Regions from separate parts of the Hordeum vulgare genome. Here region 2 is linked to region 1. Evidence: chromatin contacts called from public Hi-C data. All regions are on one chromosome and are shown on one strand. Each heading gives the region's core, a stretch centred on a gene start, on an enhancer-like site or on the middle of the called end of the contact. The rest is flanking DNA. Distances are from core to core; before and after follow the strand shown. Region 1 has its middle 200 kb from the start of LOC123411744. Region 2 holds the start of LOC123439464 (transcription factor MYBS3).

Region 1 (7,355 bases), core at 1,760-4,259:
CTGAGAATGTGTTGCCGGGGCCACGCTCGTGTCAACCAGTCCAAATTGTGAGCCGACATGCACGTATAGTATTCATTATTCAAACACAATTGATGTGTAGCTGTAAATCAAGAACACTCTACGTACATACGATACCGAAATGCATGGGAAGATTCTGAAGCTTGGACTACAGGACCGAAATATTCGTTCTCATCCTTCTCTCAAAATCAAAGGGCGAACGATCGACGATAAGATATTTTCATATTTTTTAACACAGTACAGAAGCAAGTGTTCATATACACGTGCATACACACTCATCTTTATAACACACACATACGTTTTATTCATGTGAGCATCTTCGAGAAACTGAGTCGGCATATCATCTTGAAATTTACATAGTCAGCATAGACACCTCGTCATCGACGAAAACATCTTCTTTCACTGAATGTGCATCGCCGAAAATTCTAAAATACATCCAGAAATAAAAGCGAGCATCAGGATTTAAACCTTGATGAGCTGGTGATACAACAGTTCCTCTAACCATTCAACCACAGATTGGTTCGCAGATATTTCCATACTTGTATAGTAGGAGTTGTGGGTCCTGGCGGTAGAATATAACACGATGCTAAGCCTTTCATTTATAAATATATAAATACTTTTAGAGAGTCAATAAAAACTACATACAAATGTCTATAGATGCAGTGTAACCTGTAGATTCACTTATTTTTTTTACGTAGTCTATCAATAAAATCTCTAAAAAATAAATACCGTATTTAGGAACGGACAAAGTATATGTGTACACCGCTGTATGGGCCTATGGTCTCAAGATAGCACAAGAATATGCATGGTACTGCTACTATTGTAGGATTAATTTTGGAATATCCATGACCTGCTAGCTGGTCATTGGCTCGATGCACACACTGTAACTAATCGGCCGATTCTTACGTGGCAGCAATCCTTGGTTTTGGAAACAACTGCATCGCTTTGATCAAGAACTAGCCAAGGTATAGCTACCCAGTTCCCACGCGATCGCATATGATTGCACTTGCACGTAGACGTAGGTACACCAGCCTTGGCCTTGGCCGGGTCATATCCCCACGTCACCTGACACGATAGGATGGATCCAGCTAGAGCGTAGCAGCTCAGCACCGCACGGGGACCTGCACATGCTGCGTCGTCGTACCTGCATGCGTTCGCGCTCACCACCATGCCCACACGTGGTTGCTGAACGTCGTGCCCTCGCGACCAAGCTAAGTCAGGAGGGTAGGTATACTACTTGTACTACGCACACAGGGTACGGTCAGCGTTGAGACTTTCTCTGATCAACTTATTGATGCTGATTATTGGTCTATCATTCAGGCTCCACGGCACGCTTGGCTCCCAAGCTTGCCCTCTGCATGCAGCGACGGGCCACGTGTTCAGGACGTGGCGGGAAGCATGCATGTGCATACAGATGCCGCGCCATGCACGGTTTATCGTTGATCCATCTGCTTTCTGCTAGCTTGTTAGTAGTAGGAGTAGGAGTATTAAATTCCTGTGATCCATAGCGGTGTTACAGTTGTGGCTCCATGGGTGGTGCTACGTACGTGCTACACAAATTGGCAACTTGCATGAAGGTTCTTGGAGCAGCGTACGTGTCCGATGGCATTTTTCTGGCTAGTTTTAGACTATTCTACGACACGTACGCGAGCATGGGATAGGCCGGATTGGTGCTAGTTTGGGGAGGGGATCTATTTATGCCCATGATGTACTAGCTGCCACCGGAATGGAGGTGGAATCGACTCACTAAACTTGCGGCATGCACGCTTTATACCCGACATGCGTACTTGATCCATATACGTGATGCATGGCGCAATTATTAAGCATGGTTCAGGCAATAGTTAATCGAGAGTGGCCCAACCGGGGTAACTGATGCACGCGGCATCTGCACGGGTCCTGGTCATAATCATGCCACTCATGGCCAAACAAATAATTGGCCGTGGCCATAGGACCAGGGGAACCCGATCAGCTTGCAAGCGCTGACATACCAAGCAAAGCTAGCTGGTTAAATTCCAGAGAAAATTTAAAATATCAACGACGGGAGCACATAGAATAATCGAGCGTCATGGCTTGGCCACAAGACCGAGATCCCATGGAGTAGTAGAGTAAGTAGTCATATCTACAGTGGTGGACGGGTGGGTGCGATCTTTGAACAATGACTAGCGCTGATTCGACGAAGATATTGCTAAGCGCTGCGTCACCCAGGTCGCGTGGGATTTAACCCGGGTGAAACGGGAATGTCAAGCCGGATTCCAAAGGGCATTCGTTGATAGAAAGGCCCGGCCATGGCCATGGAAAGTGAGAAAGGAAACAAGCAAAAGTGGAACGAAAGGGGCGCGGAGGAGGAGAATGTCAATGATTGGGGAAGGTGGGTGCTGTCGGTCGGGCGCACGCACAGAGCGACTGACGCCGCAGGCGCCCGCGCGCGCATTCCTCCTCCTCGTCGTCGTTGTCCTAGCATAGCAGCTCTCGTCCTCCTACGCCCGAGTCCGACCTGACGTAGGGACGCCGGAGCCCGGACGACCGGCTCCACGTGACCACGCCCCGGTTTCCCTCCCCGTTTCCCGCCCCACTCCACGTGAGCCCTGTCTCGGCGTCCGCGGCCCAGCCCAACCACCTTGGTCCCCGAACCAATCCGGCGCTCGGCCCGGGCCGGCACGTGGGGCGCGCGTGAGCGTTTGCGGTGGTGGCGCCGAGCCGAGACCTAATCATGTCATGGCCATGATTGAGGCGATGATGCCAAGCTACGCTACGGCCCGTTTCTTTGAAAAGTCTTAGGATTTTTTTTGTCCCAACTAAAAAGTCTCTATCCGTTTCTTTTCAAAGACTAAATATGAACTAGAGGTCATTAAATGACATGTAAAAAGACCATGTTATCCCTAATAATATACTAGAAAAGTGTCAAAAAAGTCCTGTGGAAAGAAACACCCCCTACGTTTACGAACAGGACGGCGTGGGGCGTGGGCCTGCACGCGTGGTGCGCCGGTGCTGGTGCCGGTCGGGCGCGAGGGGACACCGCCGCACCGGGTGGGACAGCTCGACGAGGAGACCGGCGAGAGCCCTGCTGCCGCGTCGGCGCGCCCGAACCACAGTCCACACGGCGCAATCATGCTCCGCTCCGGCCGGGGCGCCATGCATGTGCCACGATCGACACGTCCGGGGCCACGTCCCCGTAATCCCGACGCATGCGGACAACCGTGTCGTTTTCGCCGTGTGAGAAAAAAATTAGGGAAGACGGTGGACGAGGACGTTCTATTTGACATCGAAAAGTAGGCGGGAACCAAATCCTGCGTCCGTGATTTTGTGCCGGGTGCGGTGTAAACGAAATACTCGTAGGTCACTGTACGTGCCAGGTGAAACATGCTACACACACCGCGAATCTGAACGCGCGGACTGCTGGAGAATTTTCCAATCCGTAGATATCATATCTCACCTCCTTTGGTGGCTTGTCGCATGTGTGCGTATACCTCTGGAAACAACCACGCGCTGGTTATAAAGTCAACACACAGAAAAAACTCGAAAACAAAAGGAAGCACCCACTCGCCCAGACAGCCGACCTCGGTCCTGTATATTCAGACTCATGGGAATTTTGGAAGGGGTTGGAATCTTCAGATAATTTATGTGCGTTTCACTTACTTGGATTTTGCAGGAACGGAAGCAGCTGCTAGATACTCAACCGCGCATGCCACGTGCCTGAAGGTCTATTTGATTCCACAAGTCTTTGTAGAAACTAGAAAGGATTAGACCCCAAAAATGAGGATTATAATATTAAAAAGTTTATATTTGATTTTTTCTTCCTAAGCCAGCATGATTTTAGCAACGGTCTATTATAGGAAAATGATTCAAATCAACCGAGTGATAACGACCGTGCGTTTGCCGGCTTTGTGGCCGTAGGATCATATTTTATTAAGATAGCTTGGGAGCAACATATTTACCTAAACAGAATTTTATAAGGGCATCTCCAACGATAATTCATAAATTTTATAAGGTCCACAAACACACATGCGGGAGACCATCATCTAACCGTAGACGCATATATTTTAACAACAATTTGAACCAATCGAACGAAATTCATGCAAATAGGGTCATAGTTCGTTTGAACATAGCCGGATTTCATACAAAAATAACGGATTTAATATATACATGACAGATTTCATATAAACATGACGAGTTTCATTACATTTACATCAACTAAGCGGTGATCGTCCTGCTCTAGAGGTATAATTAAAATGCCTAATCTATGATCGATGGAGCGGCAGAGCCCGTTCCCCGTGTCCGGCCATGAATCCCGAGAATTGAAGCTTTGCTTTCGCCAGCTACGTCATGGTGCTCTCCAGCTTCGCCTCTATAACCTCCTTGCCCGGTGTCGCGGGAAATGAAGTTGTGTGCCTTCATGTCGCCGCCAAGCGGCTATATCGACCGACGATGTTGAGGCCGCCAAGCTTTGCTTCAACGGAAGGAAGGGGCAGTGGCCTTCTTGGGACCACGAGCAACGACGACTTACTCTTACTCATTGTCGACGGCACCCTGAGACATGTTGGCTTCGTGGTTGTTGCGACGAGGTGCAGCCTCGGCGATGTTCTCCTCCTCCTCGCCCGTCCCGTCGAACACCGCCTCGCCCGCGTCGTCGCACTCCTTGTAAGAGCAAGTACAATAGTATAGCCAGCTGCTGGCTATAAGCCATTGTCATGTCATCTATAGCTCATTTTATAGCCAACATGTACAATAGTTCATTGCAAAAGTGTGCTACTTTTTTATTATATGATCCACCTTTCATACTCACAAAAGGCCTAGGAGCACGTGCTAGAGCTGGCTCTTAGCTAAGAGCCCGCTTTCCTCTAACTAAACAAAAATATATTAGTTTATTCCTTATAGCCAGCTGACTCAGCTCTATTGTACTTGCTCTAAGTGGTCGCCACATTCGTCGCCACCCATTCGCAGTATCGCTAGCGGGCGAGACGGATCTTGTGGACGGAGTGATAGGACTCCAGCAACGGCTCCTACTCCGCCAGGTTCGCGTCTGGTGTGACTTCCCTACCTGCAGCGAACTCCCTCTCTGCCTGCACGTGCTCCTCGAAGAGATGGTGGTTGTAGGCGGCCTCGTCCTGCGCCTCCCGAAACCAATTGGATATACAAGAATGCCTAAGTCACTACAAGAAATATGCTAACTTCGACCTTCAATATTGGTCACCGAATGGTCGTTGATTTCCATTTGCGACCTTTTTACGATAAAAAACACATGGTCAAAAGTTGAGGGTCTCTAATGAACTAAAACGACATTTTTCTCGAATGGTCGAACACATTTACGACCAAATGAAAGGTCGTTGGTTCTACGACCAATTGTTTTGGTCATTGGTTGTGTGCTGAGGCCATGTCGGATCCAACATGGCAAGCTCATGTGGCAAATTTATGATAATTCGATTGGTCGTTGATAAGAATGAGCCCGGTCCAGTTCGGTGCTTTAGATGGGCCGAGCCCACTAATTCAGCCTTTTTAATTATCATTTTTTTGTCATTCTGGTCGGCTACATGGGCCTGACCCAATATTTCTGCTTTTTTGTTTTTTGGTTGTGGCCTTTGTGGCCCAATGGTTCCATTTTTTAAAGATGGGTCCAATACTCAAATGGGCCCCGATTGTCAAGTTCTAGTATGAGGATTCATGTTTTCAATTCACCAATAAATAAATAACCAATATTCAAATCAAAACAGACAAAAAGAGCACATAATACTTCAAATAACAGCCAAAATAAGTCTATTACAGCATATAACTTAGATAAAATGGTAATCACAACCACAGGCTCTACAAGTGTAAACACGACCAAAAGCTCTACAAGTTTCTACAAATGTAATCACAACCACAAGCTCTATAAGCGCCCTTTGACACATGGTTTCTATTAGTCCTGATTTGAGGAACACACCAGGCTTCAAGGATCTTGTCGGTGTTTAGTCACAACATAAGCCATGGGTAGGCTAAAGATGGTGGGAACTGAAGTAACACCGGTGGACGCTGGGGACGAGGTTGGTATAAGCATGGAAGACACGATGTAACCAGGTTCAGGGCTCTCCGTAGAGATAACACCCCTAATCGTGTCGGAGTGTATAATGTATCAATGAGGCTATAATGTGCTCCTCGAGCTGTTCTGTGGAGGAGGAAGAAGGAGCAGCCGACTCGCGTCTACCTCTCCTGTATGGTGTGTGTGTGTGTGCTGAGTTGACCGACCCTCTGCATGGAGGGGGATCGGGGGTTTTATAGACGAACCCACCGACCTACAATAAGGATAAAAGTACATGAGTGGGACCCGGCTGGCAGCCTCGCTAGCTGGCCAGGGGGCCCACGGGGGTCTTGTCTTGTCGCTGGAGGGGCCCTCCAGCTGCGAGGTCCCATCTGGCTATAGGGCCCGCCGGCTAGCCAGTAAGGCTCTCGCGTAAGACCGATGCAGGACACGTGTAGTACGTGCGGTGTCGTCATGCGAGATTCGTCATGGGATGCCAGTACGGCCGTCTCCACTATTCCCACGCCGAGTGCAGTAATGGAGTGGGAGTTTGACGGACCGACACTGTGCGGGATGATGGATCGGAGCCGGAGTAGGTCAGCGGCATGGCCGCCGATGATGTACCTGCCGTGCACTCCAACCCAATACCTTGGATGACGCGTAGCCACCTTTAACCGTAGGGTCTTGTCATGACCTACAACCTGATGTGACTTGAGCTCACTAGCTGGCTAGTTGCTTAACTAGCCGGCCAGGGCATGACCGCCTCCCCTCTAACCGGCCGGCATGGCCTAGACGGCCAGAGGAAGGTAGCCGTCTGCTACGGCAACAAAAGTCCTTCCTTGGCGCTAGGAATTCTTCTTGCTACTTCTCTTATTCGCGTCAATTTTTCCCTTGAAGAGGAAAGGGTGATGCAACACAGGAGCAGTAAGTATTTCCCTCAGTTTGAGAACCAAGGTATCAATCCAGAAGGAGGGTCTCGTCAAGTCCAGAGTACCTGCACAAACACAAACAAGCTTGCACCCAACGCTTCAAAGGGGTTGTCAATCCCTTCAACATTGTTTGCAAAGTGAGATCTGAAGGCGGAAAGTGCAACAAAGTAAAAAGTGTAAGGCTGAAAATATGGTGTGGAGTAGACCCTGGGGGCCATAGTGTTCACTAGAGGCTTCTCTCAAAATAGCAAATATCACGGTGGGTGAACAAATTACTGTCGAGCAATTTATAGAACCGCGCAAAGTCATGACGATATCTAAGGCAATGATCATACATATAGGCATCACGTCCGAGACAAGTAGACCGATACTTTCTGCATCTACTACTATTACTCCACACATCGACCGCTATCCAG
Region 2 (7,355 bases), core at 1,368-3,867, 310 kb before region 1:
AAGATACCATTCAGTTCCGAATTATATACAAAGTGCAAACTAATATCTTCCAAATGAAATGTGAGATGGAAGTGCATGACTATCCATGCAACACCACAAAATCAATTCAAATAAAATAAAACTCTAGCTCAAGGAACTAAGGGAGTGATATGGTAACTACCACCACAGAAACGGGCAATCCCCTTGCCGAACTACGAAAACAGAGTCAGGCCACCTTATGCCATACAGGTGCAATAATCAATCATAAGATCGAGCAAGTTACCTCGTCAGGCACCAAATCAAAGAGGCTAGACCTTCTCTTCCTTCTGCTCATATTGGCTTGGCGTATAAAATATTTCTGAGCATGACTTGCTACTTGAGTAGGTGTTCTTGAGACCACAAAATTACGAGAGATTCCTCGCCAATCACCTTTTCCAAGTTTTTGCAATCCAAGCAAAAACCTCCGGTGTTCTTCTTCAGTCCAAGGAACCCCTGCCAAAAAGCCATCTTAATCAGGAACATGGCACATAAAACGTACCAGGGCACAGCCATGCAGTAAGGGCTTTAGCATCTCAAGCTATACAGAAACTGATAAACAGACAGATTATAAAGAGAACCGTGGGATAAAATAGTACACTATTATTATGTTGAATGAAACAATAAAGGAGTGTATTATCACCACATTAAAATTACCAAAAAAAAACTCTAGGGAACATGAAGCAAGAAGAAACTACTGAAGAGAAGTTGTAAACTCGCCACCACATCAGAGGAGCACTAAAAACATAAAATGTTCTTAAATGAAACAATGCAAGGAGTTTACATTCACCACATGAAAATACTCAAGAGAAGGGAAAAAAGTTCAACAAAAATAACATGCACAGAGACAAAATCACTCCAGCGAACTGAAGGTTTCTGTTCAGACTCCAAGATAATGGAAACTAAAAAAGTCTAAGCCAGACAATAAAAGGTGGTGCAACAAATGACATGTTTTTCTCCCCATGGACAAGCTATATAGCAGGTCAAGAAAACATCGCAGTCCAATTCTTTAACTCAACAGATAACAAGAAACATGCAAATGGCAACTCGATCTACATTATGTCATTACAGTCTATTGGTTATAATACCATATTGGAGAGCACCATAAATAAAAATATGTTTTGCTTTGAAGAATTTCCAGCTATTGCTTGACTTGACCAAGATACTAATCAGTAATCACTGGTTACTTCAGGGATTATGAGAAAAAACTAGCAGCAATAAAAATGAACGAAGGCAGTCAAACTTTGTCATGTGTACATCAAATATTTACTAGTACTCCCTCCGTTCCATAATTCTTGTCGTGGTTTTAGTTGAAGACCACTACAAGAATTATGGAATGGAGGAAGTATCGACTAATTAATCTTGACTAACATAATTCCTTGCAGAATGCAGTTGTGCAGATAATAAAATGCTTTATACAAATATTGATTGCGTCATAATGCAGTATCGTATTTATGCCAAAGGTAAGGCTTTAGGTTACGTGTTAGTTCGTCAGCTCAACGTCTAACGTGGCTCTATAAACGCTTACTGAAGCACAGAGCAAAGCCAAATTTATGATGATTCATCCAAGGAAAAGAAAGTGCTAGGCGTTAATTGTGCGGTTTGCCATGGCCCAGCGCTTAAGCGCACCTATCTCACCTAAGTGCGCTTAAGCGCACGCCTAGCACGACTAAGCGCTAGACGTTATGTTGTCGCCTAGCGCCTACGCGCGCTTTTTCCACTGGAATCACCTCTGATCGCCACTCTTGATAATCCGTAGTCGCTGCTAAACGAATCCAGAGCTAAGCTTCTAAAAACATCTGTCATAAGTCATGATCCAATCAAACGACATCGACGGTGTATACACCATCCTTGTACCCATTTAATATTGGGGGTTGATTGTTGGCTCAAGAATCAAGTTACGCAAGTCCACGGTGCTGGAAAACACCATTGCAGCGTCTCCCAAGTCCCAACTGGATTTTTGAAAGCTATATAATAGTACCATCTCAATCAAAAATCGCACAGGGCAGCGCACACACAAAAAAGGAAATATTCACCGACATGAAGAAACAATTGGAGCTGAGAGGATCTAATCTACTATGTGAGGTTTTGCGTGAGCTGAGGAACAGAGCCATAAAGTAGACGTCTTTAGAGGAGGGAGAGAGAGAGAGAGATTAGCAGGCCACCTTTCTTGCGCTCGCGGTTGGCGGATGATGATCCCTGCACGAAGTCGTCGGAGGCGTAGCCCTCCGCGGCGGCGTCGTGGCCGACGTCAGCGGGGGACGCGCCGCCGCCGCCGCTGGTGGATCCTCCGAGCAGGGAGAGGTTCCCCATGCTGGCGCTCTTGCGGATGGATCCATCGGTGAGGCGCACCCCGAAGATCTTGACCCCGCGGTTGGGGCACGTCCGCGAGTTGTGGCCGTTGTAGCTGCAGTGCGAGCACCGCCTCGTCATCCCCGGAGCCGCCAGCGCACCCGCCGGTGTAGCGCGCCGGAAGGGGAGAGGAGAGGTGGGCTGGGAGGAGAAGCGAAGTGTGGTGGCGGTGTGGTGGTGGTGGTGGTGAGAGCAGCGGAGAGGAGAGGAGAGGAGGGGATTGACTGTGGAGTGGTGATTGGTTGCGGTGGTCGGGGAAGGGAAGGGGGGAGGGAGGGAGCCCGGCGCGTGTGGCCGTCCACGTGGCGGATATTCCCGCGGGGATATTACGTGGGTGGGTGGGCAAGAGCGGCGGGCGAGAGGAGGATTGCGGGTCACGCCTTTTTCTTTCTTTGGACACGGTTGCTTGCGGTCGCCTCCTTTCGTTTTCGCCGTTGGATCGTCGGATCCCCTATTCCTGTTCGTCGACAGCGCGAGCAGCTAGCTAATTAATGCTTCCCTCCGGGTTTACAAATTACGACCACTCCTCGTAGTCTAAAAATTGGCTACAAAAGGATATACTCCCTTCGTTCCAAAATTCTTATCTTAAATTTATTTAGATATAAATGTATCTAGTCATGTTTTATATTAGTATCTATCTACATTCATTTCTAACAAACCTAAAACAAGAATTTTGGGACGGAGGAGTACTATTTATGACATGTAATTCATACTCCATTCGGTCTTAAAATAGATGTCTCAAACTTACTACAACTTTATATTAGAAATGGTACGGGGTTGAAATTTTTATTTTAGAACGGAAGGAGTAATTTATTAGTCAAACTTTGATCCAACTAAATCGAAACTTCGAGTGGGACTAATCACCCGGACAGGGGAGTACATGTACACAAGAGATAACTTAATTGTTGATACTACTGAGCCATCCCGTGTATCCGGTTCCTATCTAGCTACCTATCATCTTTGCAAACTTTATATTGCAACTCAAATGATTCTTTAAAGGGAAGGTCAGTAGCTATTATGGTTCATCAGCATGAAAGAACTATATTTCATGTTACAAGCAACGTTGTGGCTAGTTCTTGGGATAGACGAGAGGTGAGACGACTAAAATTGAATACTGATGGATCCGTTACGGAAGGTAGTGCAGTACGGACATGATAGTTAAGGACCACGAGGGTGCCATTATTTTTAGCTCCTACGGGTACCTCTTCACATGTATTGATATTTTGGAAGCTGCGTTATTAGCTATTTCTCAAGGTGTTAAGTTGGCATTACAATGGAGTAGTCTTCCTGTTGAGATTGAATCAGATTGTCCAGAGGCGATCACAATGATCAATGGTGGACAAGGAAACAAATCAAAGTATGCTTTTATTATTAGTGAGATCATTAGTAGTATGAGTGAGAGAGATTTTTGCATTACTCATATCCGTCGAAACTGTAATAGTGTTAGTCATTTCATGGCCAACTTTGATAGGTCGCAATGTCGTACCGCAGTTTTGCTAGGCTCTGGTCCAAATGAGGTCTTGAATATTGTTGAACGGGATTGTATCTCTTAAACTTTGAGTAATGCAAGAATTTATTTGAAAAAAATGGACAGAGGAGTGCATACTCACGAGTATTGTCTTTCTTTCATCTCGTCCCCTCTCTCACTTCGCATGTTCTTTCTACCACATCGAATATAGTACCATTTGTGTACTCTTCCTTGAGTTTGTAAAAGGTCTTGCTTTCTATTTAGACTTCGTCAGCTATAAAACATTTCGATTCTCGACCTAGTTTTGGCACCTTTGCTCGTGTTCTTAGAGCATTTACAGCCGGATCCCTCGTACCTATCTTACTTAAAAGCCCGACGGACCATCCGGTCATTGACCGGTCATAAATCGTGATCCGACCGGACCTTTCAAACAAACCTCAAACGTTCGGGTTGATCGACACTTGGGGCGAATATGAGGGAGTCCCGACATGGCCGAGCATGCCTCCATGACGGCCTCACGGCATGACCCCATTGCAAATTGCACCCAATTCATCCCGCAGAACAGCCGGATCCATTTGCTGATTTCCTCTCTTCTTCCCCCTCGCATCGTCTGTCTCGCAACTCCATCGTCGTTCGTAGCCTCTACCCCGCCAGCTTTGTCATAGGAGTCTTCTATCCCATCCTCGCCACGGAGGACATCGTCGTCAGCCCGGGAGACACCGCAGTACGTCTGGCAACTCTATGGTTGTGCCTTACAGTGAATGTGTTCAACACAATGTCTGCCCGGATTTTTTGATCAATTTTTTAAGGGGAACGATGAATTCCGATGCTTCGTCCAGCGAGGAGTAAACAAAAAAAATGATGCTGTCAAAATGCTACTTTCGAAAGCATTATGAGATCACGTTCGAGTAAGGCGTGACAAAAAAAACAATGATCTGAAAATGCTACTTTCGAAAGCATTTTGAAACACTGATTTTGTTTTTTTGCCACGCCTTACACAAATGTGATCTCATGATGAAAATTTGTAAGCACTTAGAACATTTGTCAAAGTTCATCATAAAAAATCAGAATTTTTTGAACCGTTTTTTTATTTTACCGTTAATGCGGGTGCATTTGAGCTTGAGTTCAAAAGGGTACTTTCTCATTTGTGTACTCTTTCTTGAGTTTGTACACGTCTTGCTTTCTATTTAGACTTCGTCAACTATAAGACTTTTTGATTCTTGAGCTAGTTTTGACACCTTTGCTCATGTTTTACAGCCGGACCCCTCATACCCGTCTGACATCCGAGCAAACAACCCGGTCACAAAATCACGAACCAACCAGACCCCTAAAACGGGCCTCAAACGTCTGGACTGACCGGCACCCCTCGTATGGGGCGGATATGGGGAGCCCGGGCACACCCGCCACATCGCCTCACGGGGTGACCCCATCGCAAATTACACCACATCCGCCCCGCAGAACAACCGGGTTCATTTTTTGTTTTCCTCTCTTCTTCCTCCTCTCGTCGTCTGTCTCGTAGCTCTGCCGCCACGCGCGCTTCGCTGTCGTTCGTAGCCTCTGCCTTGTCAACTCCGGCAGAGGAGTCTTCTGTCCCGTCCTTGCTGTGGAGGACGTCGTCGCCGGCCCGAAAGACACTGTGGTGCGTCCGACAACTCTCTGGTTGTGCCTTGCACTGAATGTATTCGACACAATGTCTGCCCCGATTTTTTTTGGTTAGTTTTTTAGGGGAAACAATGAATTCTTATGCTTCGTCCGGGGAGGGGTCTGGATTGACAGAGCTTGATCAATTGATTGGACATGAGTTCTTCGATTCATCAGATTTAGACGAAGAAGTGGACATAATCATGCTCATGACCATGCAAGAGGAAATGGCCCGGAAAGTGGAGCATATTCTCAATTTCAAGGGCTCAGTCAAAGGGGGGAGAGTTATCAATTGGGATATGGTATCCGGAGCAAAGCTATCACAGAAGCATTACTTTGCTCCGAACCGAACTTCCCGGGATGATCCATGGTTTCATCATCATTTTCCATGCAAAAACCATTGTTTTTGCGCATTGTAGAGGTGGTGGAGGCACACGATGACAACTTCAAGAGGACAAGGGATTGTTGCGGTAAACTCTCTTTCTCTGTCAAATAGAAGTGCATGTCTACTCTGAGAATGCTTGCACTTGGTATTGCGGTAGATGTCATTGGTGAGATGGTCATCATGGGGGAGAGCACATGTCTGAAGACTACTGTGAAGTTTGCCCGTGTTATGGTGGAGGTGTTTGGAGTAGAGTATCTGAGAGAACCAAAAGTGCAGGACAAAGATAAGTTGTTGGCTATTGGAGAGGCCAGAGGGTTTCCAGGAATTCTCAGATCAATTGATTGCATGCACTGACAGTGGAAGAACCGCCTCCAAAGGTTTGCAAGGAATGTATCAAGGTCACACCAAAGAGGCCACCATCATACTAGAAGCGGTGGCATCACATGACTTATGGATTTGGCATGCTTTTTTTTGGAATGTAGGATTCTCACAATGAATCAACGTGCTTCAATGATCTCCGGTGTTTAGGAGGCTTTGCAATGGGGATTCACCTTCGTGCAACTACACCTCAACTGCCGAGACTACAACATGGGATACTATCTTGCTGATGGCATATATCCTCAGTAGGTTGCATTTGTGAAGACCATATCCGAACCACACGGCAACAAACAAAAGCACTTCGCAACAATGCAGGAAGCAGCTAGGAAGGATGTGGAGAGGCGATTCGGAGTGCTGCAAGCACGATGGGGAATTGTCCGTGGGGCTGCACTGATGTGGGAACTAGAAACTTTGTGGCAGCTGATGACATGTTATGTTATTTTGCACAATATGATCGTCGAGGATGGGGGTGATGGTGTAGCTCAAACCAATGATTTTGAAGCACCTGGAGAACAAGTTGAAATCCCGGAAGATCAACATGCACTTCAGCTTACGAAATTTCTACACATGCATCAGAATCTTCAAGATCATCACGTGCGCGCGCAACTACTCAATGATCTGGTGGAGCACATGTTGACCAGCAATCGAAATCAAAGAGGGGATGATTGATTGTGCATGTCAAATAGATTGATGTAAATCCTATTTATGTTTGGTACCAACATTTATTATTTACGTGTGACATTAGTTGGTGTGATCGATATGCATGGTTTTGCATGTATTTGAGAGTCCGGATATGAGATATGTGGATGCATGGAACGATATATGAGGAGCCATCCGGACGCGTCCGCGGGCGTGCCCGTGGAAGTATAGGGGGCCGGATTTGACTAGTACGGTTGTAGATGCTCTTACCCTTTGGTGTCACTAGATGGTGTGTTTGCAACCACACTATATGAAAGTAAGAAAAAATAACTAATTACGTAGAGGCAGAAAATAAGCTAATAGAGCTAGCATAGCTGCCATCACTTTTTTTTACAAAAGAGCAGGGAATGTTGATTTTCATTGATGAAGAAGGATAAGTGGGTTGTGACTATTACATTGATTAGCACCAGCAACTAA

The links. A called contact is a pair of places that touch in the nucleus more often than the background predicts.
Region 2: a contact with region 1 is called in a Hi-C map of seedling, with 2.7 times the contacts expected there. The contact joins the promoter of LOC123439464 here to the enhancer-like site in region 1. A contact is called at or near these places in 4 of 6 Hi-C or Micro-C datasets (leaf and seedling) and 1 of 1 datasets of contacts at active chromatin or transcription factors (embryo).

Annotation. Positions count from the first base shown.
Region 1 is chr1H:386,724,830-386,732,184 of MorexV3_pseudomolecules_assembly, reverse strand. No RefSeq gene overlaps it. Among protein-coding and RNA genes, the nearest start is that of LOC123411744, 200 kb to the right of the region's middle. Within about 2 kb of position 3,009, at least 3 of the 3 cell types and tissues checked have open chromatin away from gene starts, as enhancers often do. A contact at or near this core is called in leaf and seedling, where this site is marked.
Region 2 is chr1H:387,032,524-387,039,878 of MorexV3_pseudomolecules_assembly, reverse strand. It overlaps LOC123439464 (transcription factor MYBS3), which reads right to left and starts at 2,617. Exons shown (of 3, transcript XM_045116177.1): 1 at 2,181-2,617; 2 at 263-471. The coding sequence starts at 2,448.